Linked DNA regions of Mus musculus: all the other regions are linked to region 3. A link is a contact called in public HiChIP or PLAC-seq and promoter capture Hi-C data. All regions are on one chromosome and are shown on one strand. The core of a region is the stretch at or near the end of the contact, and the rest is flanking DNA. Distances in the headings are between cores, read along the strand shown. Region 1 has its middle 24 kb from the start of Ngf. Region 2 has its middle 5.6 kb from the start of Gm40110. Region 3 overlaps Tspan2 (tetraspanin 2).

Region 1 (3,795 bases), core at 191-2,690, 310 kb before region 3:
CAGTCAGCTATTGGATGGATCACAGGGCCTCCAATGGAGGAGCTAGAGAAAGTAACCAAGGAGCTATAGGGATCTGCAACCCTATAGGTGGAACAACAATATGAATTACCCAGTACCCCCCCAGAGCTCGTGTCTCTAGCTGCATATGCATCAGAAGATGGCCTAGTAGGCCATCAGTGGAAAGAGGGGTCCATTGGTCGTGCAAACTTTATCTTCCTCAGTAGAGGAGAATGTCAGGGCTTAGAAGTGGGAGTGGGTGGGTGGGAGAGTGGGTGGAAGAGCATATGGGGGACTTTTGGGATAGCATTGGAAATGTAAATTAAATAAATACCTAATTTTAAAAAGAAGGTAAAAAATTAGCCAGCAAGATATTTGTTTATTTTGTTTTGTTTTTGTTTTTTGTTTGTTTTGTAATTGTTTTTGTTTTTGCAGCAACACCTTTTCCTCCTGACTGAACTGCGGGCAAGCCATTTCCCACCCTGGCCTGCCCTTCAGAGAGAAAACCAGCCGAATACGGTGGGGTGAATCCGCAGTCCCAGTTATTGAAAGTCTGAGGCAGGAGGATCATGATTTCATGGCCAACTTGGGCTCTAAAGTGAGTCTGAAGCTGAAGTCTGGATTATCTAGTAAGATCCTGTCTCAAAAGTAAAATTTTAAGTGTGATTTCTTCGTTCTTTTGAAGGGAAGAGAAGAAACCCAAGTTGGCACGTAGCCTACAGAGCTGGTCTCAGTGGACGCATCTCAGTTCTATCTTCTAGCCTAGACGGATGAGCAGACATGACTCAAAATATCTTTAAAGCATTGTTTGAAATCTTGTTAATATAATTCTTCTCACATCATGCATACAAAATAAATTTCTTTGCACACATGGGGTAGATGTCACTCTTAGGTCCAGGAAGCTCAGAAGTGCCAATGGACTCCCACCTGGCAGAGGCATCTCTGCAGACATAGTCTTGGGCTCTGTTTCTGCCATGTTCATAGGCCAAGTCTGTCTGAAGAAGCCAGAGTTTCCTATGTAGACTTTCCCCCCTCCTTTAAATAAGTATTTTTCCAAGCGTGGAATTCAGAGGAGAGGTCACTTTTCTGCCTGGGAATCTATCTGCTTTCTTTTTATGGTCATTTCTATATTGAGAAGGTCCCAGGTCCAGTCAGTCATGAAGGATCCTGGTAACGTTTCCCCGAGCAATTACCCCCATAGTCACTTGCTAGTTATCACCTCGACTGTCCTTCAGAGACTACATTCTTCCAGCTCTCTTCAACCACTGGTAATTCTTCAACCCCTGATAATTCTGCTGGAGTGGGAAAAAATATCAAATGATAAACTATTTGTTTCTTCTTCGTATTCTTATCTATGCAACTCTGGTCCAAGGCTGGACTGATCTGTTTTTCATCCATCTATCTGGAGAGGTTACAGCAGGATGGACAGAAGTTTGGACATAACGGTCTGGGAAAACTTCTCTCGTAAACCTGACTTGACACATCTGTCCTGCTGGCAGCTGGAGGCCACCAGGGTTCCAGCTGGCTCCTTGCCTTCTAAGAGACTCAGTCAGACAAAGAGCTCCCTAAAGCCCTTCACTCAGACTGAAGAAGGCATTGTGCCCAAGACAGCCACAGGAAAGCTGGCATACAGTAAGCCCAAATGCAATATTTCAGGTGCACAAGGAAGACCCATGCATCCAACATTGAGGACAACATTGGAGATTACCCCAGCCTTAGCTCTTCTGAACAACATTCTCTTACAACCACAAGCCACAGAGCCTTCACTTTCATCTTGGTCTGGTTCTGCTAGCTGAGCTGATACAACATAAATCTAAGTTGCCAATGTCCAGATTCCAGAGTAAGTACGTTCTTTTTTTTTTTTTTCTTTTTTCATGGAAGATTGAGCCTAGAACACCCTGTACTTCACTGTGGAGCTGAAGCACTCTATCATTACGAACTTTAAAAGGAACTCCACCATTGTCTAGAATGATTCTCTTGTCCTGTTCTCACCCCCTGTATTTGTGGTTCAGGCTGATGGCCACGTGGAAGAGGTTCAAGCCACCACTGGGTAAGATTTCAGGCTTCTTCAAGGGTCTTTGTCATGTGTGTGATGCTGCAGTACTGAAGGAGTTTCCAGGATTGACAGGTGCAGCGCATTCTCTTGATGTATTTGGGTCCTCAGTGGGGTGGTATAATAGCTATTGCATGGATGTTACTTCAGCTCCTTGGTCCTGCAGCTAGCAGCACATACCACCCACTGGTGGAGGAACAAAACATCCCCAGAAAGAGCTGAGAGTCTTAACTTGCCTTTCTCTATACTTTTTCTGGAAGGTTCCAGAAGATGCTAGAAGGAGGGAGGGCTGCAGGCCTCTGACTGCCGTAGGACTGGCCTCCACTTGATGAGGGTAATAATCCATGGAACTCAGTGATATTTATTTCTATTTATTCTTTATATTTTAATGGAATTCTGTGGTCCAGACTTGGTTTCAGGCTCCATGCTCCCAGAGTCAGCTAAAGTACAAGGGGGAAAAGAAAGTAGTGGGGGAAATTAGATTCTTGATTTGTGTCCAGATGGTCCTAGCCGAAAATAGACTCAGAGATTCTCACTGCAGACTTGCCTCTGGTATGACACTCCCCTCCCCCTTCATCTGAGGTCTTCTTGGTAAGAGAGGGAATGGGAAAAGCACTGGGAACATTCTTTTCTCTTTTTCCCAGCCGTGTATTAAAAGGCCCGTGCAGGTTCCAGTCCAGGGCTTCTGTGGAACACCAAGAGCTGCAGTGTCCACAATGGCCTAGGGTGATGTGATTTTAACCAACTTGGCCTGAAGGCCATCCCAGGCGTGTGTGGCAGCAGGGGAGCACAGCAGTAGCTGGCCCTGCAGTGAGGGTTCATTCAGGCCTGCCACCAGCACAGTGGCCCACTCACATTCCCCTGGGCATCCTATTCCAGAAGCTTAAAAGCAAGGAGACAAGATCTGTCCCAGCCAGCACTTTCCAGGTAGAGCAACATCTCACAGAGCTACTCACTCAGGAGAAGGGTACGGCTTTTCTTGTCCCTGCCAGAATATCAGTTTAGAAGCAAAAGGATCAGGGCCATCTGTGAGGACAGCACAGGGAGTCTTGAGGGCATTTGCCCACTAGAAAAACTGGAAGTTCATGGCTCACCTCAAATTCTACAAGATATGAACTCGTTAACAAAAAAATCAATCTGACACCTAGAGTCTAGCATCAGTCACTTGAAGGCCACACACCCTTTTGGACAATCACTATCACAGAATTCCCTTTTGGACAAAGACTATCACAGAATTCCTGTCATTTCTTGATGCTTCTTTGTTGGAAACTACATCCATGCTAGATATCACACAGGGTAGATGTCTGCCCTAAAGTCTAAGATACCCTCCTCTGACGGACAATGTAACTTTTGGTCTTGGATGCCAGTAAAATAAAGAGTGGTCAGGTGAAAAGTACTTTAAAAAAAAGAAAGAAAGAAATTCCCCTAAGTCTTTTACAGTTGGATTTCCTTTCTAATGTGTGATCAGCCTTGGAGGATGTCTTAGTCATTGTTCTATATTTGTGAAGAGACACTATGACCATGGCAACTCTTATAAAAGAAAGCATTTAATTGGGGTTGGCTTGCAGTTAGAGAGGGTTAATCCATTATCATCATGGCAGGGATCATGACAGCATATAGGTAGATGCAGTGTTGAAGAAGCAGCTGAGTATTCTATATCTGGAGCCAAAGGCAACTGGAAGAGAGAGGCACTGGGACTGGCTTGAGCTTTTGCAACCTCAAAGCCTATCTCTACTGACGTACTT
Region 2 (4,285 bases), core at 248-2,747, 390 kb before region 3:
TCAGCTCTTCTGTGCACTCTATGGAGTATGTGCCAAAGATACCCCATAGAGTATGTGAGGTGACACAGATGTGGGTCTCATAGGTGGTATACACAGCCATGAGTACACTGTCAGGTTTCTGCCATCTGACTGGCTAACAGTGTCCTCCAGCATTCTCCCCTTAGAATCCTAATCATAAGGATTAAGCAAAAAGTGAGACCTCAAGGGTAGTTTGGTCAGGAAGCATGGAATACACGTACTGTTCATGTAGATAGAGACCTATATGTGGTTAAAATTTCATCTGTAAAGACAGGGGCGCTATTGCAGATGTTCCACTCCCTAATATAAAGCATAGCCAGATCCTGTCCTCTTAGCCAGGCTTCATGCTAAGCACATTGCTAGGAGTGTCTCATTGAAGTGTCTCATCCAAGCTTTATCGAGTAGGTAAACTAGGTATTACCCCTAGTTTACAGGCAATAAAAGCCAAAGTTAAGTAGTCACCTACATCATCGAGTTGAAAAAATGATCAAGATAGGATCAAAGGCCATAAATATGACCCTGAACTAATACTATAGCCACATATAGGTTCCCTTATTAATTAAATTAAATAGATTTTAGATGTATGTTCAGCACCAAAACCAAGCACTTGGCTAAGATCCATTAGTGGTCAGTAAATGGCTCGATGGCAGCATGTTATCATGCCACAATAACAAGCATTTTATCTTGTATCATGCGTGAGTATAAGAAAAATGGTTCACTTAGTAAGATGCAGGGATTTCATAACAGAATAATTCCCAACCTCTCGGTGAATGATAGATAATTTTAGGAGGTTGTAGCCAGGATAAATGAAAGATCCAGGACCAAGTCCTTCACATGCTAAGCTGTAGGGCTTCACTAGCAGTCCTTTTTGGAGTCCCTTGGATAGCAACATTAAATTAAATTAATTAATTACTATTATACATTTTTCTTTAATAAAGATTACTCTTCCAGTATATAAATAATACAAAAATTTGGAAACTGCAGTAAAGTAGTAAGAAAAGAAATCAAGACAATTTTACTGTTTGACAGGCAATTTATTAACTTTTTTTTGTAATAAAATTGAGATTTTTTTAAATTTGATTTCCTGATAGCATGAGTGACCTTCAAATTCCCATGTACCTGAGTCACCAGATTTCTAAATCTGGTCCCTTTGACCAGGGGCACAGAGAGGGCCTATGATTGGCTGATGCTTAACCCTGAGTCTCAGGGGTACAGTAAGATAGATACTGGCAGGGCAGTGGCCAGCCAGGCTTCTCTGGACAGGATGACAGAGGCCTTGCTATCTCAGGGAAAAAATGCTCAGCACTGAGCCAGTATTCTGCACAAGGGTCGACCCAGTCCAGAAGGAAGTTTTCCTGGGCCCCGTTCCCACTCTCGTGGTCACATCACGGTGACACAGCAGGAAGCTGCGCCTCCCCAGAGCCCAGGTCTCTCACAGGAAAGTGCTGTCAGGGGTTTCCACATGGCCATCAGTCCAGGCACGTGGGGTTAGCAGCAGCATTCCAGCCTGCACTGTTTATCCACAGGCTGGACTGGGGCCTCAGGACTGGGCTAGGGCACTTCCTCCATGCCATTCTGATGCACTGCTGAAGCCTACTGTGGGGACAAATACCAGATCTGTGCTGAGCCTTACCAGACAGATTTCTTTGTGTTGATGTGAAAACCCACCTTTCAAGATGTTGCTAAAAATGACAGACATGAAGAAGTGTGTAATTGGGCTTTTTACCATTTTGTGGATTCTTTTTCTTTCCCACCTGTCTCCACCCCTCTCCTTCCACACTTTCAATCCCTTAACATTAGGTAGGAGAGAAAAAAAGTCAGAGGGAAAAGGGGGTGATGACATGGTTAGATTACTCCTTGACTCCTTGATACCTAGGGGTGTTGAGTTCCTTGGGGCAAGTTTGATTTTTGCTGTCCGGGTATCTAATTTCTTCTTTTCGTCCCTTCATACATGACTTGACAAACCTCAACAAACTGCACCTAACAGCAACCACCTACCAACCGGCCAACCAGCAGCAGCCCCTTCTATGGGGAAGGGGGTGGCTCTAGCATTTGTATATCCTCTGAAAAGTCCCCTGAATTTCAAATGTCACACACTCACAGAAATCATCTGCAGCTGGCAAAACCACGCCCTTGCTAGAGCACAAGGCAAATCACAGTCACCTGCTGTGAAGCAGCCCATATCACCATACCTGGGATTAAAACAAAAACATACGTATATTCTGCGGGTGTTTGTTTGTTTGTTTGTTTTTTAAGAAACCAAAATTCTCGCTGCAGAAATGTATCTTCCAACTGAAAGAAATATGTCTTAAAGCCTTGGGCATCTTCCTTTTGCTGGATATTGCCCCATGGCCTGAGTGAAAAGGGCTCTCTTGTGCACTGGTCTTATCTCCAGAAAGAATTCTGCTGTCTGTGGATGCTGTAATGCCAGGCAAGAGTGTTGGAATCTAGTCTGTCATCCTGGGTTGACCTGCATGTTGCTCAAGAGTGGAAGCACAGAGATAGAGGGAAGTGTAGAGGAGGGATCGAGAAGTTCTCTCAGCTCCCACATCCAGTGCTGGGAATTGACTGTCATCTTACTTCTTTGAGTTCTTGGCTTCCTCCCAGGTTTCTTTCTTCCAATAGGCTACTTTTTTTTCTCATTGATGCTGTCAGTCCAAGGTCATTAAGTAAACATGATAATGAGCTTTCTGAACCATAGGATTCTAAGACCCCATTTGAGTCCTCTTTATTTCAGGTGACATTTTATTACCTCACCATCTTTGGAGCCTGTAGACCTGTATGCATTATGTTCAGGAACTCAGGTAATCAGAGTGGCAGCCTACTACAACCAGCTATGGGTGTTATCTGACTGTCTAGGAAGTTATTTGGGGAATAATACAATATAATACATTCTAAGGTGTGCCAGCAGAGCTGAAGGGATATACATGAGAGTTCAGTCTATCATCAATAGCCTGTGGAAGAAGACTGGCTATTGGCAATAGATAATGGCTTTAGGCCCCAGGCTTCTGTCTCCCATTGGGTTTTATCCATTTTCTCACCTGACAGAGTTACACAACTCTGTCCACTACCTCTCTCTTATGCTCTCACCTCCCAAATGCCCACTGGTACATGGTACTCTTTTACATCCAGTTCCCTTCATCCAATTGTGCTTAGTTCATTATTCATCTACCCAGAAAGCTGTGTTGTAGGACAATCATATCTTTAGCCACTGTGTAACCCAGAGTCAGTGTAAGAACGTGATTTGCAGAAGGGAGGAATGGTTCAATATTTTTACTATGAAAAGCTGAGGATTTGAGTTCAGATTCCTAGCACCCACATGTGTGGCCTTGTGCCTGTAACCCTGGCACTGGGTGAGAGGGATGTTGGGTGGAAAAGATTTCTAGGGCTTGTTGGCTTCTGCCCTAGGCAAGAATTGTTGAGTTCCAGGTTTTAGCGAGACTGTCTTGAGAGAATAAGGTGGACAGTGATATAGGAGAACACCCAATATCCTCATCTGCATGCCACACATGTGTGCATTCATGTATGCACCCCCAAACACACAAAGAGAGAGACATACAGAATGCGATTTTGAGGACTGGCTCATGTCTCAAAACCTGACCTTGGGAATAGCTTTGCATACAACATTTTATCCACATGCTGACAGAGGATTAAATGGGGATTTATTTCTTTTCCAGGCATTTTACCTGAGCACCTAAAAATAACAAAAATCTCCAGCCTCCATAAGGATGCTGCCAACCCATATGTGTAGACTTTGCCTAAGCAAAGCTCAACACCAGGTCTGCTGCTCCTGTCTTATTGCCTGGTTCCATACCAGAAGACACTGCAGTGTCTATGGTTTCCACCAGAGCAGGTTCCCAAACAAGCATGCAGCAAAGAGAACAGTGTGCATTCTGAATCAAGGCAGGCCAAGGGTATGACATCAGGTTCCAGAAGTTCCATCTTGGGAAGTAGGACTTCATCCCATTTCTTTAATTTTCCCTCCATGAGCCCAATTGTGGAGGAAAAAGACATAGCAGAGAGCCATAGAACAGGCAGAGTTCTGCAAAGAGGAAAGCAAGAGCCATTTCTGCCAGTTACTAGGCTGGCTCAGGCCTGTTGGTATAGTCATAAAAAGAAGTCTTGGAGAAGTTTGGTTAATTCTGGTCAGCAGTTTGAAACGTTCCTGATGAGGGAGATGAGTCACACAGGAGGCTTCATGATTCACTCAGAGCTCACATGCAGACAGCTCTGACAATGTCACCTGAAGAGAAGACACCCAGGAGAG
Region 3 (4,167 bases), core at 1,292-3,791:
AGTGACATGGATGGAATGAGACACGTAACGCACCTGGAATACTAACTGCTATCTGGTAGCTCCTGCGGCTGTTATTTAGAAAGCATCTAACCCTTTCCCATGAGCTCAGACTCATATAGATTCTCCTAAACACATAGATACAGCCAACCCATAGAATTGGTTCACATCCATTGGTTCAGCATCTACAAATCCAAGAAACCCCAGGTCAAAGTTTTTTTTTTTTTTAATGCATCTCTTCTGAACATGGACAGACCTTTTCATGCCATTAATCCCTAAATAGTAAGCCCAACAACTCTAGAACATTTGTGTTGTGCTAGATATGGTAAGTAATCCAGAGATGATTTAGAGGATGTAGGGGGTTGTGGGTGAATTATGTGTAAATATGATGCATTTCATGAGTGGCTCCATGCATCCACTGGTTAGTATGTGAGGGGTCCTGGGACTAAACCCCATGGAGACTGAGTGATGATGGCTGTAATTATGTGCGTCCAAGGGAAACTGGAAGGAAAACTTCTGCACACACACACACACACACACACACACACATATCAAAAAAAAATTAGATGAAAAACCAATCATTAGCAGGTTACATAAGACCATCTGCTGTCAAGATCACTGGCAGTGGCGAACATGCCAATATATCCACTCCCAAGAAGGATTTTAGAAGAGTTTGTGCTGATGAGCCTTGAACAGGCCCTCCTGATCATTTGTTAGCTGAAGCAATGCCTCTAGAAGGGTCTGAACTCTGAGGAGGAGGAGAGATGGACTCATTAGGGAAGTAGGCATCCCTGGGTAAGCTGCTGCTGGTAGCATCTCACTGGCTTCACCAAGCCCAGTCATTAACAATAAAACCCAATTTCAAAGGACTCTCCGTTTTCAAATCAAGAAAAATAGGGACTTAGAAAACATAAGAGACTTATTAAGTAGGTCACATGTTTGTCTTGTGTGCTCTTTGGGAGAGAGGACTCTATGGAAGCCATTTTGGAATTAAAATGTAGTTATAAGCTAATTGATCCATCAGCAGCTCTTTTTAAAACCAGACTTTAAATAAGGTATCCTTGGAAGCCTTGGGGCTTACACTGTACAGATTCAGACAGCCAGATTTGGCAAGCCCAGGGAATTCGTTACATGTCGAAGTTTCCTGTGATTCTCTCCAGCTCCACAGAGAGTCTCATTTTGAACCCAGAGGACGGGCGCATCCTTTCATGCAAACAGAGGCTTGCTACGGAGAGGCCTCAGGAGCAGGAGCTGCTGAGATGCTTAGGTTGTTTTGTCCATACTGGGGTGTTGCGTAGTGTTTGAGTGAGCACATCTCCTGATTGTTGCCAGAGAGACCTAGTGAACTGTACCCACTGGAGAGACCCTCTGACCTAAGTTCTCGGGCCCCTATACCCTGCGAGCCTGTCTTTTCACAACATCCCTTTCCTATCTCAGACCTTCTTGGGATATGAGGCCACATCCCACTTGGCTGACATTGGGGAGCACAGCCTAATACATGTTCATTGCAATGGGACCTCAGGCTGTGTGTCTAAGCCTGTGGAGGGATGAGGCAGTCACTCTGGGACTTTGAATTTATTTCACTGACCACTGGAGAAATATATACTGACTGGAGGTTCTCACCTGAAGATTTGTAGACCTGCAGTCTTCAGAAAACTATAGGAACCTACAAAGGTCCAATTCACACTAGAACAAGGCATGGTCACCAGCTGCCTGGAGTGTAGTATATAATAGATGAGAATTTAGGGAGCTGGTCCATAGGCTGTGACCCCAACTCTTTCTTCACACTGGATCCAACAGCAGTTGTAGTAGTAGTGACCGGAGGCAATGACATTGTAATCAAGAAGTCAGTGTGTTAACATGGCTCTCCCTTGAGACGTTATGGAAAAGTGCTGATAGGATGTTGTTATTGCTGCTGCCTCTATTGCTACTACCACCCCTTATTCAACTACCTCTGTAAGGAGTATAGGGTGGGAATCAGGACTCTTGCCTCTGACCTCGTGTAAAATCGCAGGGATGTCCTCTTTACCCAACCAGGCTGCTTTGAGGAACCAAGGAGATGATAGAAACGAAAGAGCTTTGAAAACTGACAACATTGGACAAGATGGTGTTCAGGCAGTGGAGCCAACAACACTGTTGTAGTTAAATGGTATCAGTTCTCTTGTAACCACATCCATTCCCCATGAAATGATCCTCTTAGAGAAAGGGATTGATGGAGCTGAAATGGCAGGAAATGTGGGGTCCCTCCAGACTGCACAGCCAACCCTTCCCCACTTAGGAACCCACAGGTAGCTTGAGGCCCTTTTGGTCTGGGCTGACTGGACTGAATGGTGCAGGAAGCAGTGTTGATAGCTTGCAGCCCCATCTAGGTCTGTTCACAGATAGACCTGCCCACAAACCAGCTGTGAGCAACCCAGAGGAGCCCCCAGGAAGTGCCTGAATGCCAGAGTCAGGGGTTCCCCACAGGGGTGGGACCCAAGTGCCCCACCACCACCACTTCCGGGTGAATAAAAATGGTTTCTGGGTGACTCATCTGACTAAAATGCAAAAGGAAAAAAAAAAAAAAAACAGAGACCATTAGCCTTACTCCCAGTGAGTCAAGTGCCAGGCCCAACCCTAGCATTGTGCTAACCTCTTATCTCAGGATGGGAGAAGGAAATCAGGAGGCCTGGCCCAGGCCTCCCAGATTGCCATCATTCCTCTGTGAGGAAAATCCTCCTGGGGCTTGACTTAGGAAGTGAGAGCTCCAAAACCTAAAGTAAGGCTCTTGCTGTTGCTTAGGGGGCAGAACAGCTTCTTGGGGGGAGCAGCAACTTGTGGCCTTGGGACAATAACTTGATTCTCTGGGGCCCAGTGCCTCTGTCTACAAAAGAAGGTAACAGTGTGGTTCAGTACTTCACAGCTATCTTGAGAGCTGCTCCAATAAACCTGCCCTTGGTGACTGTAACAGCGCCTGACAGGACCAGCCTGTCCCACACGTAGCAATTGTATTAAAATTCTCACAAGGATAGCTAACTCCTGGTTCAAACATGTTACTGCTGATGATATTGTGGGTGTCTATTACCTTATTGTTCTCCCCCGTGGGTTGTTGATTTTGATTTTTGTTTTGTAACATGCCCTCCTGTGTGTCCAATATCTGTGGCACTGCCCTCAAAAGGAGGAAAAAATTCACACCAAACTGATGATAGTGTGTCCTATGCTCCTGTCCTTACCCACATCCTGGCTCTGTCCCCTCCCCTCCACTCCCTCCCCTGTTACCCAGCAGCCACTCTTGCCTCCCACACCCTTGGGTTCAAGTCCTTCAGTGGTGGGGATAACCCTTAGGTCCAGAGGACAACGGGTTCTGGGGCTCAAGAAAAGGCTTGGGCTTGTGTCCCAGCTGTGAGGCCAGCTTCTGATTATCCTGGATGCAGTATCATTGGCTATGTGGGGATGGTAGTGCTTCCTCTGCACAAAGGTGCACAGCCCAGGATGAAGTGTTTGGACTTGAGGAGGCAGGTGGCAGCCATTCATTGCAACAGCTCTGAGCAGCAGGTAGAGGCGGCCTCTTCCCCTCACTGACTGTGTTCTCAGACAGGTTGCCTGGCTTCCTTCAGGTTCAGTTTCCTGATATGTCTACTGTTATGAAAGTAGATAGGATTACTTTGCTGGGTGAGCGGGTATGTATGAAGTGTAGACAATAAGTGTCACCAGTATGGGTGGCAGCAGAGTGTTCTACAGAGATGAAAGCCAGAGCCTAGCTGGTGTGGGCTGCTGCACGGGGCTTGGTTGCCCTGTCTTCAGTCAGGCTCTGAATGCTCTCCCTGGCCTCTCATCCACAGGGCTGTATGTGCTGGTTGGTGCTGGGGCCCTGATGATGACTGTGGGTTTCTTCGGGTGCTGTGGAGCCATGCGTGAGTCACAGTGTGTGCTCGGATCAGTAAGTAGGGTTTACAGGGTGGGCACGGGGTGGATTGGCAGACTTCCCTGGAAGGAGCCAGGAGACCCAGCTCCTCTAGGACATAAAGCCTTGGCACTGGATCCTCTCTGGTGTCTGTTTTCTCCATCTCCTGCATGAGAATAATATTATCTTTGTTCCTGCCTCGTATGGAAAATGTGAAAACAATGAGGTCATCAGAGGAAAGACATTTGGGGAAGAGTGCTTCAGAATTGATTGTTCCTTAAGAAATA

What was found. HiChIP or PLAC-seq counts read pairs in DNA pulled down with a chosen protein or histone mark. Capture Hi-C pulls out chosen DNA fragments and counts their contacts.
Region 1: a contact with region 3 is called in a promoter capture Hi-C map of adipose tissue. The contact joins two enhancer-like sites.
Region 2: a contact with region 3 is called in a FOXA1 HiChIP or PLAC-seq map of pancreatic cancer cells. The contact joins two enhancer-like sites. A contact is called at or near these places in 1 of 15 datasets of contacts at CTCF or cohesin (the NIH/3T3 cell line) and 1 of 115 datasets of contacts at active chromatin or transcription factors (pancreatic cancer cells).

Annotation. Positions count from the first base shown.
Region 1 is chr3:102,444,266-102,448,060 of GRCm38.p6, forward strand. No RefSeq gene overlaps it. Among named protein-coding and RNA genes, the nearest start is that of Ngf, 24 kb to the right of the region's middle. Within about 2 kb of position 1,441, at least 8 of the 459 cell types and tissues checked have an H3K27ac peak or open chromatin away from gene starts, as enhancers often do. A contact at or near this core is called in adipose tissue, where this site is marked.
Region 2 is chr3:102,364,969-102,369,253 of GRCm38.p6, forward strand. No RefSeq gene overlaps it. Among named protein-coding and RNA genes, the nearest start is that of Gm40110, 5.6 kb to the right of the region's middle. Within about 2 kb of position 1,498, at least 54 of the 459 cell types and tissues checked have an H3K27ac peak or open chromatin away from gene starts, as enhancers often do. A contact at or near this core is called in the NIH/3T3 cell line and pancreatic cancer cells, where this site is marked.
Region 3 is chr3:102,753,475-102,757,641 of GRCm38.p6, forward strand. Tspan2 (tetraspanin 2) reads left to right here. Exons shown (of 8, transcript NM_027533.3): 3 at 3,819-3,916. Among named protein-coding and RNA genes, the nearest start is that of Tspan2os, 20 kb to the left of the region's middle. Within about 2 kb of position 2,542, at least 125 of the 459 cell types and tissues checked have an H3K27ac peak or open chromatin away from gene starts, as enhancers often do. A contact at or near this core is called in the NIH/3T3 cell line, adipose tissue and pancreatic cancer cells, where this site is marked.